2 separate regions of the Anas platyrhynchos genome follow, and region 2 is linked to region 1. Evidence: chromatin contacts called from public Hi-C data. All regions are on one chromosome and are shown on one strand. The core of a region is the stretch at or near the end of the contact, and the rest is flanking DNA. Distances in the headings are between cores, read along the strand shown.

Region 1 (4,458 bases), core at 687-3,186:
GTCCTTGGGCAAGTGCTAGCACCTCTGTCACAAGTTCTCACTTGATAAACCATCTTGCTTAGGCCGTGAGAAGTAAGTTGGACTGCAGAATGCCCATCGAAGGCTCTGGTGACCAATTGTTTGCCATATCTGTTTCTGCAGAGCTGCCATGCCATCTCTATATTAGGTTTGCTTTCCTGTCTGTAAGAGCAGCTAGGGGTGCTGTGCCCACTTAGATCAATACGTGTAGCACGAACTGCTTCTCATAGTCTCAGAAATAGAAGCTAAATGAAGAGTGGATTTTCTAGGCACCACTAGATGGTGCCTGTTGATCACTGTTGATGAGGAAAATAACTGCTCATCCAGAAAACTAGCTGGAAGGGCAAGGGGGGGATAATCATGGGAGTGGAGAGACTCAGCACCCCACTGGGGGATATGTGGGCAGGTAAGGCAGCTGTGCACAAAGGCGGGTAGAGCTGTCACTCCCAAAATCCTTGACAGAAAGTCTCTGCAACTACACCAAGACCAAGTCTGTGAGTGAAAGTTGGTTTGTTCCTTTCCTTTCCTTTCCTTTCCTTTCCTTTCCTTTCCTTTCCTTTCCTTTCCTTTCCTTTCCTTTCCTTTCCTTTCCTTTCCTTTCCTTTCCTTTCCTTTCCTTTCCTTTCCTTTCCTTTCCTTTCCTTTCCTTTCCTTTCGCCCAAACTTGTGACTTAGATGCTTGTTATGAGTCTGACCTTCTGACTGCATTCAAATATGCGGTGTGGATACTACCGTAGGCAACAATATCAAATGATGTGGACCCAAGAGATCGACTGTCACACGGATTTACCAGAAAGGCCATGATGATTCCACTTTTCCACTGCTCCAGTCCCCTGGTCCTCCATCACTGTGCTGACAGCTCACATCATCTTCAGTGGCAGAGGAACTAGGATGTGGATGAGGGCACAGGGGGCAAAGAGCTCTCTGCTTTGTTGTTCTCATCAGGTCTGCATCTGCCTTAGGGCTGTATTGTCAGAAGTCCTTCTATAAAAGAGGATTCTTCTGAAATGCTCAGGGCCAGATTCTGGCTTGTCCAAGCCTGGAGCTACCTACATCCCTGAGCTTATTCAGGGGCTGTGAATGAAGTCAGACTGGTGTCTGTTACTTGTCTGAATGACAAGTACACTTATAAAACAACTGCATTATCACTGCAGCAGGCTTCAGCTCAGTTCTCGATCTTAATGTTTTTTATTCATTTTTTCCTTCTAATACAGAGTGTACTCATCTGTTATTGTAATCATACTGCTAAAGTAAGTGTCCTTACTCCTAGGAGATGAAAAACTTTGTTTCCAGATTGCTTCTCTGCTGCTGTGTTTCAGTGCTGTGGTTTACGCCAAGGCTGGTGGAGAGGAGAAGCCAGGTCTAGAAGACCCCCAGGAAAGAGGGAGGAAGGCATGTGTTTTCCTGTGGTACAAACACAAAAACATGAACTTTCCATGTTTAGTTTGGGTTTCTCTTGGTAGTAAAAACTTCCATAGGACATCTTCCATAAACTGCACATGGATCTTTGAAATCCTATCTGGAATGCTGTGATTTCAATAAAAAGCACAAAGAAAAATCAAGATGCTCTGTAGCACGTTGGGAATGTGATGTGAGATCAAAAAGTCAGTGAAGCCCTTGGCAGTGAAAGATAACCTTGCAATTAACAAATCAGCAAGGTAATGACTTGTCATGTAGTACTGGTGTCACTCATTAAGTCCCCATGCACTCTTTCAGTCCAAGCCCACATTTCAAAAAGGACATTGGTGGGAGAGGTCTCAGCTACTTTAGAAACTGTTCTGATTTTATTAACTCAGGAAAATATATGTAGCAAAAAAAAAGTAATTTATTCGTATGAAAGCTGTGACTAGTGTACTGTAGGTGTCTGCAGAGTGCTGAGTCTTCTGCTAGATGGCTCTCTAACATAGAAGTATGATACACAGTGGCTGGCAGCTGATGTAATGTAAAGTCTGAGTAAAAATTGAGTTCAAGCTCCCAACAGTGAGGATAATTGGTTAATGGGATGACTAATTGCAGGGAGGACACAGGGACACTGTGACTTAAATCTTGATTAAAAATCTGGCACTCACTCTGACAATGTATTATGTCTCAAAGACAAGTTCTGGGCCTACTGCAGAAATTTCAACAAATTTTAGATCTTCTGTGGTAGATGGCCTTCAGTCTCTGAAATAAAGCACTTATGGATGAATAATTAGGTGGACCAAAAGGGAACCATTTCAGCCTACGACACTTTGAAGGAAAATCTTGGCTCTGAGTGTTCCTGAAGAACTGACTTCTCAGAGGTAATGATAGCACTGCAGAGCAAGTCTGTCTGCAGAACAGGTGCCTATCTGGGTTACTCAATTGGAAGTACTGCGTCTCTCTAGCCCATTCTTTATCACTCTCAGTGCCTAAAAGACAACTTTTGCAGGAAAACTCAGGGACCCATGAATATATTCACTTATATTCACTTATGTTCATTCTAAAGAACACCAGGTTTGGAGAAGAATGGAAGGGGTGACTAAAGTGTGCTGTTGACTGTCAGTTAACTTGTGCTTGTGCAGTGTTTCCATTGAATTGGGCCCTATATTTCTTGCAGAAGAGCTCTGCTCTGTGGTCACACGCAAGGGACATGATGCTGAAGTGTTCACCCAGGGTTCTCTAAAAGCCATACTCACAGCTGCTGAGATTTCATTTGCAGGTGTACTGCCTTGGTTGTCCTGTGAGTGATTTTCAGAGACCTGAGCAGCTCCAGTTGCTGATGGCTATAGCAGCACAGCAGTTAATAAGAAATATTGCTGGCTGAAGTTGCTTTGAAGACTACTCTGGAGTCTTGGGAGAAAATGAGATGTCATGGCCCTGCTGGTTAAGTAGAAGCAAATACAAAAGGCCTGGTGTGATGCAGTAGCCATTATGTTAAATGGATTCTCTAAATACTTCCGAGTCTTGAAGGAGAACAGAGAGAATGACCAGACACCCAAGACAATCTTGCCTGCTTTTTCTGTACCTCAATAAGGTTTCTAAGCCCCAGTAGCTTCTAGATGATGCAAGCCTTATCTAATCATGCCAAGGAACACTCACTGAGTTTTCATATTTAAATATCTCCCAACATACGTACTTTCTTCATTGAGTTTATGAATGAGCTCATCTTATGAACCATTTGTAGGCTTCATCCATCTGCAAAAAACATCCTTTTGCAGAGACTCCGCTGGCTCCATGGTATGAATAATGCAGAAGAATTGCTGTGTTGAAGCTGGCTTCATTGTCAGTTTAATCTGAACATGAATAATTGAACACATTTTCTTTTTAGGGACAAGAACAGCTGCCATTTGAGCTGTTTAACCCCATTCGCCTTCTCACATTTCTCCTTAAACTCACTAAAGCCCCTGTGCTTAGCCACGCCATATAGGAATGCATCAAATCCATTTGGGGTTTTTCACTTGCTTGAGATAGGCCTTGATAATGAGCATAGCATGTTATTTGTGACACTAAGTGAGGGCTAGTTGCAGTTATTATGTGTATACCACTTATCTCCGGCCTTAACTCTTTGGTTGCTGGCTTGCTACTGGACTATACTGAGACTTCAGTAGCAGAGTGCTGGGAAGTCAGTAAATGCCTCTGCAAAATTAGACCTTCAGTAGGGAGGAATATCATTAAGAGGTGTCAAGAGATTAAATATTTAAGCAGTTGGTGTGGAAACTATGGAATTAATAGCCTGTCAGTTCAGCCTTCAGAGCTCTAACTGACTTCCCCATAGAGCCTGGTCACTTTTAGTCCCATTAGATGGGGAAGCAAACCTGTGATTTCAATTTCCCATAAATCTCTTTCAAAATGGAACATGCCATTTTGAAATCATGGGCCTGCAAAACAGCAATTGTCTGTTAACAGAGGAATTTGGTGTTTGGATATTCTTGCACTTTTTTATTTTTATTTATATATTTATTTTTTAATGCAGGAAGAGCATGTATAGTTGATATTACAATTAGACGTGAGGTCAGTAATGGGGAAACTTGTGGAGAGGAGTCTTTTTTTTAAGCCTCATATGGGAATGTTTGGTAGTCATGAAAAGAGTTTGTAAAACATTCGTTCTAAAAGAAATATGTAGAGTAAATGCTCTTGCACTGTATCATAGCTGTGTGTCACTCCTTAAAAATGTTTTCACTTGTAATTGTGCAATTATATTCCTTTTGATATAGTTGCCTCATCTGAATTCTTGCAAATGCTAGATTTTACAATCTCCATAATCCTGGGAGCATACTACATGTTTTAATGAGCATATTTTATAACAAAATGTTCACATTCACTAGTTTTCTTGCTAGAAATCTTGTTCCTACTGTGTTAGTAAATCTCTTTATATGCTGTTTTGAAATCATGTGAACACAACTTTCCACTTTATTTTTTTTACAAACCAGCTCTATTGCATTGTACTTCCAACACTTTCCCTTCCGTCTGTGCATAGAG
Region 2 (4,458 bases), core at 575-3,074, 210 kb after region 1:
GTTAGCAGCCAGACTCTCAAAAGAGCTCAGCAGTGTGTATGGTTTAATAATCTCTCCTTTGGCCCTTTTTTTTCATAATGTAGCCCTTTGACACACCTCTTCTATACTGATAAATACAGAGTAGGTGGGGAGCAAGTAAAATAATCCTTTTGTTTTATTCTTCCTCCTGGATCAACTAAGCCCCACCTGCCACATAGCCAAGCCGTGTTAACTAGACACACTCCCTGCTGCCCCGCAAGGAGCCCTGCCCATCCCCTCACCACTGCCTTATCAGTCCTTCAGATATGTCTAATCATCTGTGTCCTTCCTTCCTTCCCTAAAAATCACCTAACACCCCACTCCTGTGCACCAGAGCACGGAATAACAAGCCCGGCCTTCAGGCCTCCGCGTCAGATCAGCGCAGGGGGGTTTCCAGAGTCTCTTCTTTGCCCTGCCGCCTTCCGCTCCCCCCATACACCTTATCAGGCGACAGCAGCTGCCTCAGGAGCAGCTACTGACCTTGGGCCACTACAAAGGCCGGGTCCACATGTGCCGACGTCCTCTTGTCTCACATGGCTGGTCTGTGATCTCCTCGGGAAGGGATGAGTGCAGTCTGTCGGTGATTCCTGTATTCCTTCCAGCGCTAGCATTCGTGGCTGCCCAGCTGCAGAGCAATTCGCCTTTGCAAGGTGTCATCTTGTGCTCCTTCCTGCTTCAGTGGCAACCGGCTGTGTCACTTTCCTCACTGAAATCTCCACCATTTTCAAAGGCTTTCCCTTACGCGTGTGATTGCCTGGTCCCATACTGGTGGTCTCCCGAAGCTCACACCCCTGCCAGGCCCTACACAGAACTGATCCCTGGTGTGTCTTCACTGCCTCAGGCAAGACCTGCTCCAGGGTTCGTTCCCCCTGGAGCCTCTGTTTTATTCAACAGCATCATCTTCATAGAATCGTTAGGGTTGGAAAAGGCCTTCAAGATCATCTGGTCCAGCCATCCCCCTACCACCAATGTCACCCACTAACCCATGTCCCCAAGCACCACGTCCAACCTTGCCTTAAACACCCCCAGGGACGGTGACCCCACCACCTCCCTGGGCAACCCCTTCCCCTTCTGCTCCAGCCACTGCTGCCACAGAAACAGGGAAAAGCAGTTCTTAAGGTGGGGAAGCGAGGGTTTTTATCTGATTTGCGTGTTTTGAACTGAGCTGTATCCCAGGGAGGGTCAGGGAGCCGCCGAGCGAGGCTGGGCCTGTCAGCAGGGTAACGGCATCATCTAGTGGCCGGACACGTCCCTCGCACGGTGCATTGCAGGGAGCCGAGACCTCTTTTCCTCACACACGAACTGGAATTGCCAGATGAAGTGGGAATGGTTTTAAGGGGGGGTTAATGGAGGGCGACTTGTGAAGGAAGCTGCCAGAGGGCCCCCGGGAGCCCCTGTGTATGAGACACGGAGGGGAATTGGCCGTTCCCTGCCACCCTCTCCACAAGAACAGACTAGAATACAAACACTTATTGACTTCACCTCACTGATTTCCTCTACCTCTAAATAAAATACATGAAACTTTCCATTTCACTCAAATAGTGGACTCAATGCCCCTGATCGCCTGGCCAGGGTGGAGTGCAATTCCAATTGTTATCTGAGCGTGAGTCAGTGCCTTTCTTGAGCAATACAATCTTTAACTCAGCATTTCCAGGGTTTTCAATGTTTGGATTAAAAATCAAAGCAAAATAAAATAAACTTTTCCAACTCTTCTTGTTATTTTAGTACAGTTGTATTTACTCCAGCTGAATCTTAACTCCATCATAGCACAGTTCTTCCTGTGGGATTCTGCTGTTTGTGAAGCACTTGATTTATGATGAACTGCTGAAAATGACGTTTAGAGCTGCTACACAGCTGAGGATCTGCTACGCTATCCTTATTATTGTTGTTGCCAGAACATTTCTTACCTCAAAGACCCTTTGACAGCTCTCCTTCCCCCATCTCCACAGTCTTGCTTCCCAACTTTCTCCAGCAGTTGTGGTACATGCTGGACAGCAGTCATATTACAGTTAATATCAAGAAGACAAGCAGGGAATAAGTTTACTTTTCTGCACTGGGTGCTGTTGTTTTGGTGACATCCTATTCATTATGCATTTCTGGTGTTTATTTCCCTTCTCAGGGTGCAGTGCTCTGTGTTGATTAATCCCAAATGTTTCCTGGTTTCCTCCAGTCCCTGTTGCTTTCATCTCCTCAGACTTCAGTACATTTTGTTTCCATCCTCCTGTGTCTGCCTGTGTCCCTTTCTGCTGCAGTGTCATCCCAAAATGTTGTAGCACAATGCCAGAGAGACCTCATCCACAAGAGGCATCCCCTCAGGAGCAAGTTTGTGTTTGCTTGATGTAGAAAACCTTCAGCCACCAGAAGCCTTGGGTTGGCTTCCAAGTTGTAAATGGAAGATGGGGAGCAGAGGAAGCACATGCCATTTCCAAAAAATAAAAAATAAAAATAAGAGAAATCACACCCTAGCATGTTTCAGCATGGAAGAGACTTAGGACTAGACGTGTTGATAAGGACATGGGGACATAAAGCAGGTTAGCATGAAAGGTGAGTTGAAACAAGCATCTGTCACCAGGAAACCTCTTTTTTAACTGCTGTTTTTCTTTCTTGTGGCAGGTGATGGACAGCTCGATGCCCCTGATTGGTGAGCATGTGGAAGAGGACAGACAGCTTATAGCCGATCTGGTTGTTTCCAAAATGACTCAGCTTGTCACCACTGCTGGATCTACCCCATCACCGCTGAGGCCTTGGGTAAGACAGAATATCAACCTTTTGGCCAAGCTGCTTTCCTGAACTCTGTTTCGCTCTCTTCTCCCTGTAAATATCAGCCAGTCAGACATCCCATGGAGATGAACAGTCCCATACCAGAGTGACTGACTCCTGCTCTTACGGAGAAGTCTCTTGCAGATCTTTGCATTGGGTGCCCTGAGAAATAGCTCAATCTCCTGCCCTCTCCTTTCATGTAACTGTGGCATCACATGGTGGGGGAGGAGAGGGGGAGGGCACGCATCTAGGCATTTTGCCTTGCTAAATCAAATCCTATTCTAGATTCATATTGCAGACAGCATTTCTAGAGGTGCTTGTAACTCCCAGCTTCACTTCCATCTAAAACCAGTCCTCAGGATAGGTTTCATTCCAGTTTTTACATCTCTGGTGAAAATCTGTGCTTCCCAAATAGGAGAGTGGGAATTTCCACCCTGACTTGTTTCATTTCTCAATGCAGCCTCGCTTCTTTGGAGATGCCCTTTACCCACTTTATCAGTAGGAGGCCTGACTACTGCTGAATTCCTATAATAACCTGTCATTTTTGCATTTAAGCTGACCCCTTCGCACTCCTCATGGCACATTCATTCCCTGAGTATATGCACTGTTACCTCTTTCAGTGTCTAGAAGGGAGCCAAGCAGGAAGGGTTGAGAACAACAGAAATCTGTACAAAAGAAAGGGCAGAAGAGTAATCAGGCTGAGTGATAATACTGACTGCAACACACTGGAAAAGTTTCCATTTCCACTCAAGAGATAAAGTGAGAGGAAGGACTGTGGCTCTCTGTCTCTGCTGTATGACAGCCTACTCCCTGCTAGACCTGGACCCCAGCATGCAGTGCATTCAGAGTAAATCCAAAGCAAACTTTAGGTAGAGTGAGGGGAACCTTTAATAGACACTAAAAATGCTTTGGGACAGTGAAAGTCATAGAGAATGGATAGGATTTACTCTGGCCAAAGTGAAACCAACAACTGACCCTGAAATAACCAAGATAAAGAGTGTATAAACTAAGAGCAAAGGGGAAGCCTGCAGAAGAACATGGACAGATGCATATATTGTCTATATCTGTACAGGACTGGATTGAATTGCAACAGAACTAAAACAGGGTCAAAGGAAAACAAAACAAATGGTCTTGGAAGCATAAGATGTCAAATAGAAGACTTACGTTAAAAAAAAGGTTTCTCAACAAGAAATGATATAGCACAAACAGTTAGGAAATGTACTTTTAGTAAGAAAACTATTCAAAAGCTCCCTACTATTAGAAGTCAAGCTTTATGGATGCTATTTAAGAGAACGTTGTTCTCCTGAATGCGTATATACATTTCTGATCTGCTCCTAAATGAGGAATGCAAGAAATAAACTTCTAGGGTTAAATCACAAAGTGAAAGAAGACATTCAAGACAAACAGAAAAAAAATCTTCCAGATTTGGAAATCTGACATTTTAAAAGATATTTATGCACACAAATCATTCATGCATACAATCACACAAGTAATAAAAGGAAACTTTAAAAGGATAGAATTTTATTTTAAAGATCAGATAGAGGGAAGAGTGAAACAAATTCTCTGAGTTCAGCAGATGACAGAACCCCACCAAAGCATTGGTGAGCTTTATGGATCATCCGATGTTAAGGGAGAAAGGGAAGACAACAGAGACAGTGCTGGGACTCCAGTGAATTTAAT

The links. A called contact is a pair of places that touch in the nucleus more often than the background predicts.
Region 2: a Hi-C map of subcutaneous adipose tissue shows a contact between it and region 1, with 3 times the contacts expected there. The contact joins two enhancer-like sites. A contact is called at or near these places in 4 of 8 Hi-C or Micro-C datasets (F5 follicle, liver, small yellow follicle and 1 more).

What each region holds. Positions count from the first base shown.
Region 1 is chr1:56,260,180-56,264,637 of IASCAAS_PekinDuck_T2T, forward strand. No RefSeq gene overlaps it. Among named protein-coding and RNA genes, the nearest start is that of SYN3, 32 kb to the right of the region's middle. Within about 2 kb of position 1,937, at least 1 of the 8 cell types and tissues checked has an H3K27ac peak or open chromatin away from gene starts, as enhancers often do. A contact at or near this core is called in subcutaneous adipose tissue, where this site is marked.
Region 2 is chr1:56,472,932-56,477,389 of IASCAAS_PekinDuck_T2T, forward strand. It overlaps SYN3 (synapsin III), which reads left to right. Exons shown (of 14, transcript XM_013092067.5): 11 at 2,632-2,766. Among named protein-coding and RNA genes, the nearest start is that of FBXO7, 23 kb to the right of the region's middle. Within about 2 kb of position 1,825, at least 5 of the 8 cell types and tissues checked have an H3K27ac peak or open chromatin away from gene starts, as enhancers often do. A contact at or near this core is called in subcutaneous adipose tissue, where this site is marked.